Regions from separate parts of the Mus musculus genome. Here all the other regions are linked to region 2. Evidence: chromatin contacts called from public ChIA-PET and HiChIP or PLAC-seq data. All regions are on one chromosome and are shown on one strand. The core of a region is the stretch at or near the end of the contact, and the rest is flanking DNA. Distances in the headings are between cores, read along the strand shown. Region 1 overlaps Nrip1 (nuclear receptor interacting protein 1). Region 2 holds the start of Samsn1 (SAM domain, SH3 domain and nuclear localization signals, 1). Region 3 overlaps Nrip1 (nuclear receptor interacting protein 1).

Region 1 (4,744 bases), core at 982-3,481, 410 kb before region 2:
GCGCACACACGTTAGAAAGACACCCCAAAACCACATTTGTTTTGTCTCATGAAAGTAGTCTTGATCTCTTGTGCATCCTGAATAGGGACCCTTAAGGACCCTGGAGCATCACTCACTCATACTCAGAGACTGCTGATATTAGAATTCACATTGCCAGCCAGAATGTTCTATGCATTCCTCCTAATGTCACCTAACTTGTGTTTCGTACATTTGTCTAATTTCTTCTTAACTTCTACAGAGTTCATCATGTTACCCACTCTTCTATTAATGTCTAGACGTAGAATGTCCTGGAACCTATTGCCAGTGTCAGCTTGGCAGCCATAAGCCAGAGATGCTTAGTCAAGAAGTCATTTTATTTGTGGATACTCATAAGGTCATTCCTAGCCAGGCACTGTCAGTAACCCTGGCTTTCAAGAGCAGTCCCTTTTTATGACTGGTGACACTCCACGCCCTTCTCCTGTGGAGATCTCACTGTTGAGATTGTGAAAGCTTTCTCATTAATGCAGTCTTAGGATGAAGTCCATGTCTTCTTTTGGGACAATGGTAGGCTCCCCTTCAAGTGTTTCCCTCTCCTCCTCTCCTCCCCTCCCCTCCCCTCCCCTCCCCTCCCCTCCCCTCCCCTCCCCTCCCCTCCTCTCCCCTCCCCTCCTCTCTGCGCCCTTCCTTCCTCTTGCCTCAGCCTGACCCCTGATGCTGGCTTGCCTTTTGTGCTCTGGCAGATACTTCCTTGGCCCTAGTGACTCCTGCTCCCTGCACCCTCCTGTTCTACCTTGGCTGACACTCTGTTAAATTCCTTCTGAGGTCTTAGCAGGACAGTCAGTCTCTAGAGTATTTAACGACTCTTAAGTTCCCTGAGTACTGGGTCTTCCTGAGAGTTCTGGGAATGCAGTGTGTACCTTGCGGCTGGATGGTAATCCCAAAATGGCTTCTCATCAGACTCTTGATTTATTAACAGCTCAGAGTCTCTTATTGTATGGTGATGTCATGATGCGAGCTGGAATTTGGGACTTCATGTGATTACCAGTGATAATCTGGAAGCACAGCAAGAAATCCACAGAACACTGGGAGTCCTTTAATCTTTTTTTTTTTTTTTTTTTTTTTTTTTGTTCCAAGCATAGTAGGCCCTCAGTTAATGTTTATCAACTATTTATTTTTTCCTTTACTAGTGTTGTATAAAACTCTTTGCTCCAGCAACCATACAGTAATTTAAGCCAGACTGCTACTCCAGCTTCTGGCTCCTAGCCAAAAAAAAAAAAAATAGGCCTTGAGGTGGGTGCAGTGACCTAGTCATATAATCCTGGCACTTCAGAGAGAGGCTAGTGAGGTAAAATCATGAGTTCAAGGCTAGCTGAGACTATGTAGGATGTAAGACCCTTTCTCAGATAAGTAAAACAAAAAAAGAAAAGCAGAACTATGCCTTCACATTGTTTAAAAAATGTTGCACACTGCTTTCATCATAAACAAAGCCTTTGCCAAGGATGAGAATATATTAGGATGAGAATATATTTGAATTATGTACAGGTCAGATTGCAAATTCTTATTTCTACTGGAATTTTTGTTTTCCTTGAAATTTCAGACAGATCATATCAACACAGTATTTTATACACCTATGCTAGAAATGTAATTATATTATTTTCATCTTTTGCTGTTAATTAACATCTATCTTGTAGCACTCTTTATGTTCCACAAATTGCTTCCTAAATGTTCAGTCCTCATTTGTATTATTTTCTGAGCTGTGTTGAACTGGGCTGCCCACACCTTCATTTGACTCTTGACTTCTTCTTTGCACCAACTGGTCTACCACATCCTCTCCCCAAACCATCACCAACCCCACAGTTTTTGTTTTGTTTGTTTTGTTTTTTTAAAACATCCCTTTAATCATATCTTTTCCTATAAACCATGCATTCCCACCAGATAAAGGCCTAAGCTCCTTGGTGTGGCCTTGACTCAAAAGTCCTTGGAGCTGAGAGCATTGTTAGCTTAATCTCCAGTCACAATAAATAGCTACCCCTTCCTGTGTCACCCCAGCTCTGCTCTGCCTGCAAATCCGTTGCTCTGACCTAGAATGTGGTCATTTTCTTGTGGTGGGCTGTCTCCATCTTTAGCCGCCACCTCTCTCACCATCTGCACACGCAGATAACCAAAACCTAGGTCATCCCTACTTGGGTGTGTCCAGGGCACTTGCCAAATGAATGAATGCTTCCAGCTTAGCACTTAGCAGCATCAGCTCCCTGCCTCTCTCTCTGCACAGAGAACAAAGAAAAGATGTGCGGTGCACAGTGCTGTTATGAACTTGCTAGGTATTACAGCCCTGAGCGCGTGTGTTTTACAACTACATAGCTGAATTCTCGTGAGTGGAGATGTGGTTGAGGTTCAGTAGAGTCCTGAACTTACTTATGCTGTTTTCTGAGAGGAAATAATTTCCTTGCTTCTTGCTTCTGCTAACTACTCGCTTGTTGCTATTGTTGTTGTTGTTGTTAATCCTGGGATGGGGTGTGCAGGTCAGGGGACAACTTTGGCTTGGGTTCTCCCTCTCTAGCTTTATGTGGGTTCCAGGAACCAGACTCAAGTAGATAACATGTGCAGCAAGCTGTTTTTACCTACTGAGCCATCTCACAGTCCAGTCACAACAGTACCCAGTTTACTTCATGAAACTGTGTTCTGAGCGCTAGAGCTGGTGTGTTTGTTTATTTGTTTGTTTTGTCATTGTTGGTTTTTGTTTTTTGTTTTTGTTTTTTTTTTTCTTCTTCCCAGACAGGGTTTCACTGTATAGCCTTGGATGTCCTGGACCTCCAAGCTCTAAAGACCAAGCTTCCAGGAACTCACAGAGATCCCCATGCCTCTGCCTCCTGAGTTCTGGGATCAAAGGTGTGCACTACTGTGCCCCACTCTGTTATTTTGTTTTTGTTTTTATCATTTTGTATTGTTTGGTTTTAGAATAATTATTTTCAAACTTGCCTACTATAGCTCCTGCATTGAAATCCAAAGGCCCTGCTTTGGGAAAGGCCAAACATTTACCTCTCTTTAGTCTGTTTTCTGCTGCTCTAACAATATACCCAAGGCTGAGTACCGGAAGAGGAATGCATGTTTCTCGGTACTGAGCAGTCTGGGAGCACTGTGCAGTCATTTGCTTGGTGTCTGGTGAAGGCTGCATGGTACATCCTAAGAATCACTGGATAGCAGGGGATACTGCGCAGTGAGAGCACTCAGAGACCTGCCATTCTAAGTGCTAATTTCTTCCTTTATAGGGGCCACACCTTTATGACATCATTCCATCCCGTTAGTACCATTAGTGGATGAAATTGAGGATGCAGGCTCTAACACATAAGTCTGGGGGTGTCACACTCAAACCATAGCAAGGAAGCCTCAACTGCCTCGCTCTTCTTTCTCTTTTGGCCTATACATGGATGGAGATGCTGAGAACAGTGTGGAAAAGGGCACGTTTGCCTCTCCCAGCAAACAGCACTGAGCTAGCTTTACCAGGTTCTTCTCAGGTCCTTCTCAGGTCTGTTTCTAGTCACATGATACTATTTGATTGTCACTTTAGCAAGGTATATGCAATCGTACCTGGTCTTCGATTTAACCAGCCCAGAGCTTATTTTTCAAACACTGAAAGTCCTAGATTCGTGTCGATGGAGTGATTTGATTTTTACAGTGCTGCAAATCTAAGATATAGCTGTAGTTTTCAGGTTTATCACCATGACACTAAAGTATAGTCAAGGAAAAAAAAAATACCCAGCTTGAATTCATTATAAATAAAACGGAAGGAATGTTTACTTTTGAGGACTAATAGTTCCCCCCTCCCTTCTTTTTGTGATTTCTTGCTTACATAATTTGTTATGAAAGAGTGCTTCTAGGTAAGCCATCTCTCCAGAGTGCTTGTAACGTCTTCTGTTCTGCTCTGGAAGGGTTAAGAGGAGACAGCATCCTGTCAAAGACCTTGTTTTTAATTTTGCTTCTCATACTGGCGCTGATCCTGCTAAGAGCAGCCCAGATTAGTTCGGGAAACCTTTGAAGAGATTTAAGATGTCCTTCAGCCAGTTTGAAGGTTTTTGTCTTGCAAATCCAGTACAAGGGCGCCTGCAGGCATCTCGACCCTTGCTGAGCCGCTGATGCAGCTCAAGGTCACTCTAACCCGCCCTGTGACATTCAACAACAACAGAAAAAAAATTATGCGGTGGAACTGCTTCAGCATTCAGCCAACCAACAACTTCCTCAGTGAGGGAACTGGGGAAGAAGTCTCTCTCCCCTCCCCCCACCTCTACTCTCTTTTTTTTTTGGGGGGGGGGGAGGCTTTGTGAATTTTTTGCTGTAGGAAATAATCCCGGATTTCTGGTGTGCGTGATGACAAGGTCATTTCTTAATTAGAACACATGTAAAGAAGAAAGCTAAATGGCTTCAAAACAGCTTTGTAGTTGATGGAGAGGATTTAAATTATTTAAAGAGATAGTCACCCATGTATGATGGAAACCGAATTCTAAAGGCATTAACTCCTTCCTCCCCATCTCCTTGCCCTTTCTTTGCATTCTCCATGTCTGACATTGCGGGGTTGCACTCTAAAATAAGGAAAATTTGTCCAAGAGTCTGGTTTATGTTTTGAGACAAAACATAATTTATAAATGTAATCCTGAGATAAACTTTTAATGGAGTTTTCTCTCGGAGACACGGCTCCTGGAAATTTTATCAAATGGCTGGAAGAACTAGGGCTGACCCTCTGGCGGCTGTGATTCATTTATACTGTATA
Region 2 (4,602 bases), core at 1,655-4,154:
ATCCTTACCTCTGTCTTGTTGTAGAATTGACTTCTGAACTGGACCATTTGGGGGCCACTCATTAAATATCTAAACTTCCCTAAAATATAAGTAAGTTAATAGAAGCAGTTGTTACACGATGTCTTCCAAACAGGACTGCAGCATGGTTGCATTGTAATAAGAGCTCATACATCATACCTTTTCACCATCAGAGAAAAATTTTCCTAAATGAATGAAAGTCTGGAATCACATCTTTCATATATAAATTTAAACAAAAATATTAATTTTATTTACAATTTGAATCCACCTTATGGTATTAAAACTGGTCAAATGCTTAGATATACAAACAGATGTTTATATGTAATTCTTAAGTATAATATTGTTTACTATAAAAATCATCTAATTTATACTCTGATAATTTCATATGTGCATACACTTAATCTTTATTTACATATACACCTGAGTCCCCTTGTTATTTCATCTGAGATCCTGAACCCCTCCCTACTCCTTGTCCTTTCATCCTTCGTAGTGTAGTAGGTCTTCTCTAGGGTCCATGACATGTCCAGCCACAGGCCCTTGGCTACGTTTACAGCACCATGCAAGGATTTCCTGTTGCCTGGGCCATAAAACCCATGAGAGAGCTGTTTGTCATCCCCAAGAGAGTCATGCTCCGATTGTTCCACTGGGCATATTTTTCTAAGCAACTAGTTCTTAGCAGTTTGCATAAATGTCTTCTGACACCATGGGAGCTACTTCTCAGACGAGCTTTCCTGATCAGTTCCTGCTTAATTCATCTAAGCCCTATGTCTGGAGTGTGTACTATCTTCATCACCATATATCATGCTCACATCTGGGAGGTAACCAAGGACAATGACAATAGAATGCATTGTTTTGTTTGACTCTTGGAGTTGCTCTCACCACCAATTAAGAACTAGAAGTGTGTTTCCAGTGACTGGCATGGAGGTTTAAGTTAGGGGTTTACGGCAATTTGGAAGAGCGTTAATATCAAATGTTGCATAACTGCATTTCAGCTGAACACACACACAAAATGTTAGTACCAGCAATTTGAATATTCACTGTTTTAGTTGTCATTATAAAAATGTAAACTATAAAAAATTCTCCAAATATAACTTTGATATTTAATATTCATTCATTATCTACAGATAATTTTTGGTGTAAACTATTCTGAAGTGATGGTGCATAAGGGCGGCCCATATTGGCATTAGCTTTGATTCTCAGTGAAACGATCATTTAGGAACTATCACCATTATCCTCCTCACTGAACTGATCAAATTCCACTCCTGAATTAAACTCCCATCCGTTTCACAAAGAGATGGAAGAGTACAAGGAGCACTGATGTCTCAGATAAGAAAATATCTTTTCATGGCTCTTAATTTCTTAGGCGACGGAATAGTTTATTCCCTTGGGTTAACTGAGAACCACCCAGAAAATTTACAGAAAGTCACACTGCTAGGGAATTACCGAGCCTTAGGTTTTCAGGTTGTCTGGTGTTATTCCCCTGTCATTGTTCTGAAAATACTAACCTCTTACTTCTCAAAATTACCCTCCTGCCACTGCAGCTGTTTATTAACTCCAATCCTCTTAAGTGGTTTACCCAATTCTATTGTAGTGCATAAAATACCATTTTGTTCTTGCTAGTTAAGAGGTTTATTGCATAGAAATTGAGTACCCACTACGTTCAATAGCACAGAGTGGGTATTCAATTTAGTATTTAAGCGAATTAGTGAATTTCAGCTGGGACTCCAGGACGAAGGCAGAGAGGTGGGAGGGACAACTGAGAAAAGAGGGCCAGAGCATGATTCTTAGAGAAGCACTTCCTAAAAATATGGTGCTACTGTTTTTAATCTGAGGAGTTTATGAGCAGAAAGTACAAGTTTTCTTGAAGCAGGCCATTTAACCAGAGCCTGCATTTGAAACAATCTGCACAAGCTCATCTGATAAGGGCTTCATTTTTCAAGGAAGTCTGAGCAACCTTCTCTTTTATCTGGATCTCTGGATCTGGCTTTCAGCAAAACCTTTAAGACATATTGGGGCTATTCCAGGCCCACTTAGTAGACACTGGATGCCTTGTCTGGAGAGAGGACTGAGCAGTCGGTAGCATCACCCACCAACCAGGCATTACCAGGGTACAGAGTACGTATACTATGTAGCAGGAAGTGGTTCTTTTATTAATCAGGGGGTTTTAACAATGATATGCTTGCTTTTTCAATGTCACCAATGCCCACTCATCAATATCTGGAGCTAGAATCCTATTACAGTTAGGTACTTTTAATCTATACCCTATTACGGTAGCTTTAGGGAGGATTAATATTATTTAACTTCAAATTGATCGTCATGTAGAAATATACAATTATGTATTGAGAAAGATACAGACATATGTCACATTTAAAAAGTGGGCAATGAAATTGAAAGGTAGGTTCCCTGGAAAATTTGGAAGGAGAAAAATGAAAAGGTGGAAATGATGTAAGTGTATTATATAACCTCAAATAATAAAATATTATAAAAATATAAAATGGAATTCTTTAAATAGTCTCAAACTTTTAAAAATCCACAATATTCTGTTTGATTTCATTTAAAAGGTTCAGATATTTTCCTCTTGTGCCATCTTTTTTAATGTGTTAAATTCTTTTACATAAACTGAGAAAATAAGTTTTGTTTTCCAAACCATTACACCCTTAGTAATTACCGTAGCCATGTCAAAGGTGTGAGCTAAGAATTATATCATAGAATACAGCACCGAGAATACAGTACAGAGTTACCAAATAATTACGGTAAGGAAGGAAAGGAAAAAAAAAAAAAAAAAAAAAAGAAACCTTCAACCAAGCAGACACTGAAGTCACATCCTGACCAGAGGAGGAAGTGTCACATCAGACACTTCCTCAGTGCTATCAGATGCTGGGTATCACGGAGAGCACCCGTGCCTGCTCTCAGTTGTCTCTGTAACAGCAGCAACTGTGCTCACTAGAGGTGGCCAGAATTCAAAATGCTAAAGAGGAAGCCATCCAATGCCTCAGACAAGGAGAAACACCAAAAACCGAAGGTAAGTTTATTTTCTTACAGAGTAAAACTAACCAAATACTGTACTAGAAAGCAACACTTACTTGCAAATGTATAACACAGACACACCAGACACACACACACACACACACACACACACACACACATACCATTTACACATACGCACATATACGTGTATACACACACATACACAAACTCATTCAAGCACACAACACATTCAAACAAACCACACAGTGACATACATCTCTCTCTCTCTCTCTCTCTCTCTCTCTCTCTCTCTCTCACACACACACACACACACACACACACACACACACACACACACACAAGCATACATGCACACTCACAGCCTACATCATCACCCTACTACTTACATGACATTTTATCTGTCACTTCTAAATTAATTTAAGTAGAGGACTAAGTGCATCAAAATACATATGGAAGAATTTGCATACTGATGAGCAATTATGGTCTTCACAATTGTGTATTAGATTCAACCCTTTATGTTGTTAGCTAAGATTGGGTTAGGATAATTTTATGGAACTCTGTTTGGTGGCCTCCACTTAACCATTAATATCATGAATTCTCTGCCTATTTTTCATTCCTTGGTTGTTCAATATCTTACCAGTGTTCTGAAGGAATTATTTTATCTGTTAAATTGTAGATATTTAAAATACATAACAGTAAGAAGACTAAAATGGAGAAATTTTAGGTTAGTTTTTTAAAATTCTTTTTGTAATTTGAATGTTCAGCTATGATATCTTGTAGTAGACATGCATTTTCACATTGTCATTAGAGAGAATTGTGCCCTATTTTGAGAAGACACAAAATTTATAAATTAGTAAATTTGATAAGCCAGTCTTATGTAGTATGTTCTTTTATTCTTTCTCTTGATAACAATTGGCATTAAAAATAATATAGGAAAAGCCAAGTTTACATTCTTATAGAACTTTAAACGTCATTTACTAGTAACATTAATTTCTTTAGTATGAAGTTGTGATGTCAGAAAATTTCTGTCCTGTTTATACATTCCTAACGTTTCTCAAATAAATTCAATCTTTTTGTTGGTGAGATAAATACTAGTGGATTCTTTGTTTTTAAGGAGTTTACACTTTGTCATCAGCTTTTATTTCTCATTGGGAGAGAGACAGTTTGGGGACTGATTTTCCTTCTGAACTGAGTAGGCACAGGACAGTCTTCAACGGTTTAAAACCTTTGGCAAAAGATCTGAAGTAAACTGAGAATTCATTATTTCCAAGTACAGGAAACTAAAACTAGATGATTTTCAACATTATTGTTTCTAATGCAAAAAAAGTCAACAAAGGTTAAACAAGCATCTTAGAAACACATAGTACAAAAATATATTGCACTTTCTGTTTTTTCATTACTAAAATAAAAATTCACAGCAACACATCCCAAAATATCCAAGAAAGGTTTTTCAAAGAATCATTTTTTATTTCTTCATATGATTATATTTGTTGTGAGCTGAGCTCTATCTCAAGTCTCATATGATTGTTTTTTATGTAAAATAGCACTGATTAAATAAAAATATTCAGTTGATCATATTTTGGGAATATTACAAAA
Region 3 (4,830 bases), core at 1,262-3,761, 450 kb before region 2:
TTAACAGTGTTCTTAAAATTACTTTAACATGGGTTTGTGTTTTGTGAAGACAAGATTTTGTGTGTGTGTGTGTGTGTGTGATGTGTCTGTGTGTGTGTGGTGTATGTGTAGTATGTATGTGGTGTGTGTGGTATGTGTGTGTGTGTGTGTAGTATGTATGTGGTATGTGTGTATATGTATGGTGCACACACCCGCCCGCCGGCCAACATGTGAGGGCACACTTGTGGCACTTGGTATTCTTCCACTACTTGGGTTCCAGGGGTTGAACTCAGGTCGTCTGGCTTGGCAGCACATGCTGTTACCTGCTGAGACATCTCACCAGTTCGCGACAAAGACTTTAGTGGCCATAACTTCACCTGTCCCTGGCAGTGAATGTCAGGTGTTTCTTGAGTTCGGCCAGTTATTCGTCCACAAGGTTCACATCTTATCCCTTCTGGTATGTTCCTCCCAGTAACGCCCTGATTCCTTTCTCTGAGGGCGTTGCTCTAGTATCATGAACATACCCCCTGATTAGTTTTCCCTTTAAAACTCCCTCCCTTCAGAGTAGAATTATTAGTGGGCTTGCACACATCTGAATGGCTCTGCTTCTGCAGACATACCTATTCCGTTTAATAGAAGGTTACCTTAAACCTTGAGGTTGAGAATTCGACGTAGTTAAGAATATTAATATAGATGTCAGTTTAAAAATAGGTCCTTTTGGCAGCAAACAAAATGGCAAAACGTTGGTTTTAATCCTTTGAAAGGGTAAAGCTAAGTTATCTTTATTTATTTTTATTCATAGTTACGCGAGTGTGTCTGTGTGAGTTTATCTGTAGCATGCGTGAAGGTCCCTGTGAGCCAGCGAGCCTCGGGTCCCCCGGAGCTGCAGTTTTCCCAGGTTGTGAGCTGTCAGATGCAGTGCTGGGACCAGAACTTGGGTCCTCTTTATAAGCAGGTTTAGCCACTAAGTCATCATCTCTCCAGCCCCACAAAACTAAACTTAACATGCCTCTGATCCAGTTGCTGTAGACACTTTACATTTTATGGCATTGATTGTGTTTTAATTGTTATGTTACAGTAAAAGCAATAAAGAAGGTTTTTTTTTTTTTTTTTTTGGTAGTGGTGTGAGGTATACGGAAGGAGAATGAGAAACAGGTTGCTATGTATAAAATGAGCATGCTAACTTGGACTGCGTTTGATTTAGCCTGCTGTGAAGTTCTAATATTTCTTGGTTCAGATTTTTGAGATTCTTGTAAGTGAACAGAAATCCATAATTACATGTGTAGAAAAAAGATCTATTCATATATATATATATATACACACACACACATATACATATATATATACAGACACACACAACACACACACATACACACACACACATATATATATGTATATATATATGTATATATATATATATATATATATGTGTGTGTGTGTGTATGAGCGGTATGTTTGTCTGGTGATTCTACATTTTGTAGCTCAAATTATTGGCTCAATCAAACTTGTCAATGGAACGTTAGAAAAACATTACCTTTCGGCATATTACCTTGGGGGTGTTGCAGTACTTGACATTCCTCTGTGACCATGGCGATATTGTTTCTAAAAAGCAAAAGAAGTGAGTCCAGAAGAGGAGGAATTCTTGGAGGAGAAAGGAAACATCACTTCTAAACTATATTGCAGTTGTGATTTATTGTGTTTCAGGAATATCTATCTATCTACCTTTCTATCCATCCATCCATCCATCCATTATCTATAACTTTTCCTAATAGATACTGAAAAGTAGTATTGTCTTCCTAATGCTGTAATGCTGACCATGGTAGTTTAGCTGTTAATCACAGACACCGTGGTGTTTGAGAGCCGTGGCAGAGCTGTGGAATGGGTGAGTCATTTGACGTTTTCTGAATTGTTCTTTTTATAAAATAAGGAGGTTGGTGGAACGGAGATGGGGTTCTTCTGTAAAAATCAGCATGGCTTCAGAAGGGAACTCATTTTTTTTTTCCTTTTAAATGCATTGAGTATCATGGTGCCCAGAACCTAAAGTTAAGATAATACCCCTTATGGTTTTTGGAGCTTGGCATTTAATATTTTACAGCAAAGTTTTTAGTGTAGCGTAATTGAACTTGTACTGGATAGGGTTAATAGGCTGGAACAAAAGGTCAGAGCATAAGGCATTAGGCTTAATTAAGGGCTAGCAGGAGTGGCAGGGGTGTGTGACAGTTAAATGGGTTTCCCACAGGCTGATGTCGGTTACAGTGCAACCCTGCCTCAACCTAAGCCGAGGGCAGCAGTGATTAGCAGTTTGACATGCCAGACACTTCTGGCCAATCCCATCTGATTTAGAGGTTAAAAAAGCACACCTTTATGAGCTGATGGATTGATTTGTGTGCCCGTCTGGGAAAGATTAGAAGTCCAAGGCCGATGCTGTAAATGTCAGTTATGGAAGATTGTACGCTCTTGGTTGGCTCAGTCCTTTAACCGTCGACTGTTTTATAATGGGGGATAACTGCTGTTTATGGAGCTGAATGCAAAAGGGGTGGGTGAGCAGGTGAGGCGGGAAGGGGAGTGTCTCCTTGACAAAATTACGATTTAACATAGTCCATAGCAGGTGCGTCTAACTGGAGTTCTCTTGACCTCGCCTTTCCAGTCGGCGTCATAGCTTTCTCTTGTGTTAACCTGAGCGACGTCGTCCGTCTAGAATTTCCTTTTTGCTTACAGAATTGTCAGGCGGCTTTCCTTGGGCACCTCTTTTGCAAGCAGAAGGGAGGCTTATCTCCATATCATTATATGTGTTTTACAAGGTGGAGAGAGAAATAAAAGAAGTCTCCACGTCCTGCTCACACGCTGTTCTTCGTTAGGAATGTATGGTCATTGAGAAATGAGAAAGTGGCTCAGAAGAAGAAGTTACTGTGCTCATGGCTTCTCAGAACATGTAAGCTCAGGGCTTGGTGGTGTGGGGAAGCAACAATGTTGCCCAGAGCCACCAAGAGGAGCTAGGGAGGAGACTGGGCTGGCGTTTATTGGGATTTCCATGGGACAAGCAATGAAGGGCTGGGCAGGGAAAGCAACTTTTAAGACTAGGGAGTCTTAAATGTAGCCATTTAATTCTAGGTAGTACAATGGCTAGGAACTAATGACCTACATCTTCTTATATATAACAATATGATCGCTGATATCATATAGTAGCTTGAGTTAGGTATAGGTTTGGACCTGGTATACAGGAATCATCTTCGTTTGCTTCAGTAGTGTGAAACAAGCAGAACGATATAGTTTGTGGGCCACATGGAGGGGGTGGAATCTTGATTGATCACTGTGCCTACCAGAGGCATGGTGGCATTGTGTCCTAGGCTGTTCCAGAGGGAAAGTCTTTCAGATAAATAGATCATTATGATGTTGAAGCATTGTGATCTACAGAAAAGGAAAAGGAAAATGTCAGAGCCCCATGCGGGCACGGTGGGTGGAGTTTGCTCCAGTCGTCTAAGCGTGTGATGCAGAATTGGCGTGTGCACCTTCTCGCTGCAGAGGCCGGCCAGAACTTCCGTGTAACTGGGTTATAGGCCCAGCCCCCTTTCTTCAACCCATGCTTCTCCACACGGAACGCAGAGACGAATGCACATTTAATATTCCATTTCTAAGTATGATCCAACACCCGGAGATCACTTTCCCTCATCTTCTTTTTCATTTTGTGTGATGTTTTTCTTTCCAGAAAGCTATGCTATACTGTTAAGATAATTGGTTTCCAGTTATACCAATATTTAACAATAAACGGTGGTCAAGTTGTGATTATAAACCTTGGCATCTATGTCTTGTAAATGTCCGAGGAGTGGGAAAATCCTGACATTTTGTGGCTGTTTTAGAACTTAGGATAATATCACAATCAATGTGCTAGGAGCTTAAACCACTGTCAGTGAGGTGGGCTTTGAAGAAGTGTCGAGAGAAACAATGTGGCCTTTTTATTAGAAAACAAAAATGCCACTGGAAGTGTTAGTGCAAATAAAAAGATGTAGCAAAGTCCACTGGAAGCAGTGCTGGGAGTTTGAACTCAGCCTCACACCCGTTCTGGTTAAAAAAGAGAGAGAGAGAGAAATTCCTCTTGTAAAGCTAAAAATTGACCTTGAATTGTATTTCAAAACGAAGCTCATCCAAAGCAAATTAATTTATATATACAAATAAAGCCTTCTAATTTATTACTTTAAAAGGACACAGTGGGGGTAGGGAGGAGGCTCAGTCAGCAAGGCGCTTGCCGTGTAAGCATGAGAACAAGGAGTCAGATGCTTAGAACCTGCAGTCTTTTAACACTTGGGCTGTGGACGCAGGGCCCAGCTAGACCAGCACGATGGGCTGGTGCGCTCCACCTTCAGGCAGAGCCTCTGTCTCAGAACATGCGATGGACACCCAGCCTCAGCTTCTGACCTCCACAGGCGTGAGCATCCAGAAAAAGAGAAGGTGACGTATGTGATCTGATGCTATTGGAGCGAGTTAGACATACAGCGTGGTAGGTGTGCACTCAACCCATCCCAGTTCTTCCTAGAGGATCCTAGGTTGCAGTGGGCTGGGCCCCATGCCATCAGAGGTGTTAGCGCAATGGAAAGCTGTAGGGAAGTCCATAGGAAGCCGTGCTGGGAGTTTGAGTTCAGCATCATACTCCTTCTGATCAAAAACTATGTGCGAGAATTTCCTCTTATAGAGCTAAACATGTTTTCACTTCTCTACAGAGAGAAGGTGACGAAGCACGGCTTTTGTAGTGTCGTTTCTCTTCCCCTAAGTCATTTTTATATTGCAAAAGGTTGGTTTAGGTGGCATAGTGTCAAAGGGTTTGCTTAGTAAATTAAATATAGGAGACTTGACTGA

The links. ChIA-PET counts read pairs in DNA pulled down with a chosen protein or histone mark. HiChIP or PLAC-seq counts read pairs in DNA pulled down with a chosen protein or histone mark.
Region 1: an RNA polymerase II ChIA-PET map of effector CD8 T cells shows a contact between it and region 2, with 6 read pairs. The contact joins the enhancer-like site here to the promoter of Samsn1 in region 2. A contact is called at or near these places in 1 of 484 Hi-C or Micro-C datasets (palatal mesenchyme) and 4 of 115 datasets of contacts at active chromatin or transcription factors (bone marrow-derived dendritic cells, effector CD8 T cells, microglia and 1 more).
Region 3: an H3K4me3 HiChIP or PLAC-seq map of bone marrow-derived macrophages shows a contact between it and region 2, with 4 times the contacts expected there. The contact joins the enhancer-like site here to the promoter of Samsn1 in region 2. A contact is called at or near these places in 3 of 39 promoter capture datasets (the HPC-7 cell line, frontonasal cranial neural crest and pre-B cells), 7 of 484 Hi-C or Micro-C datasets (the Ba/F3 cell line, LSK cells, Th1 cells and 4 more) and 3 of 115 datasets of contacts at active chromatin or transcription factors (bone marrow-derived dendritic cells, bone marrow-derived macrophages and double positive thymocytes).

The regions. Positions count from the first base shown.
Region 1 is chr16:76,321,153-76,325,896 of GRCm38.p6, reverse strand. All of the region lies in intron 3 of Nrip1 (nuclear receptor interacting protein 1), which reads left to right. Among named protein-coding and RNA genes, the nearest start is that of Gm30569, 23 kb to the right of the region's middle. Within about 2 kb of position 2,231, at least 73 of the 459 cell types and tissues checked have an H3K27ac peak or open chromatin away from gene starts, as enhancers often do. A contact at or near this core is called in effector CD8 T cells and regulatory T cells, where this site is marked.
Region 2 is chr16:75,907,568-75,912,169 of GRCm38.p6, reverse strand. It overlaps Samsn1 (SAM domain, SH3 domain and nuclear localization signals, 1), which reads left to right and starts at 2,904. Exons shown (of 8, transcript NM_023380.2): 1 at 2,904-3,040. The coding sequence starts at 2,984.
Region 3 is chr16:76,355,987-76,360,816 of GRCm38.p6, reverse strand. The region is part of intron 1 of Nrip1 (nuclear receptor interacting protein 1); the gene reads left to right. Among named protein-coding and RNA genes, the nearest start is that of Nrip1, 15 kb to the left of the region's middle. Within about 2 kb of position 2,511, at least 32 of the 459 cell types and tissues checked have an H3K27ac peak or open chromatin away from gene starts, as enhancers often do. A contact at or near this core is called in bone marrow-derived macrophages, where this site is marked.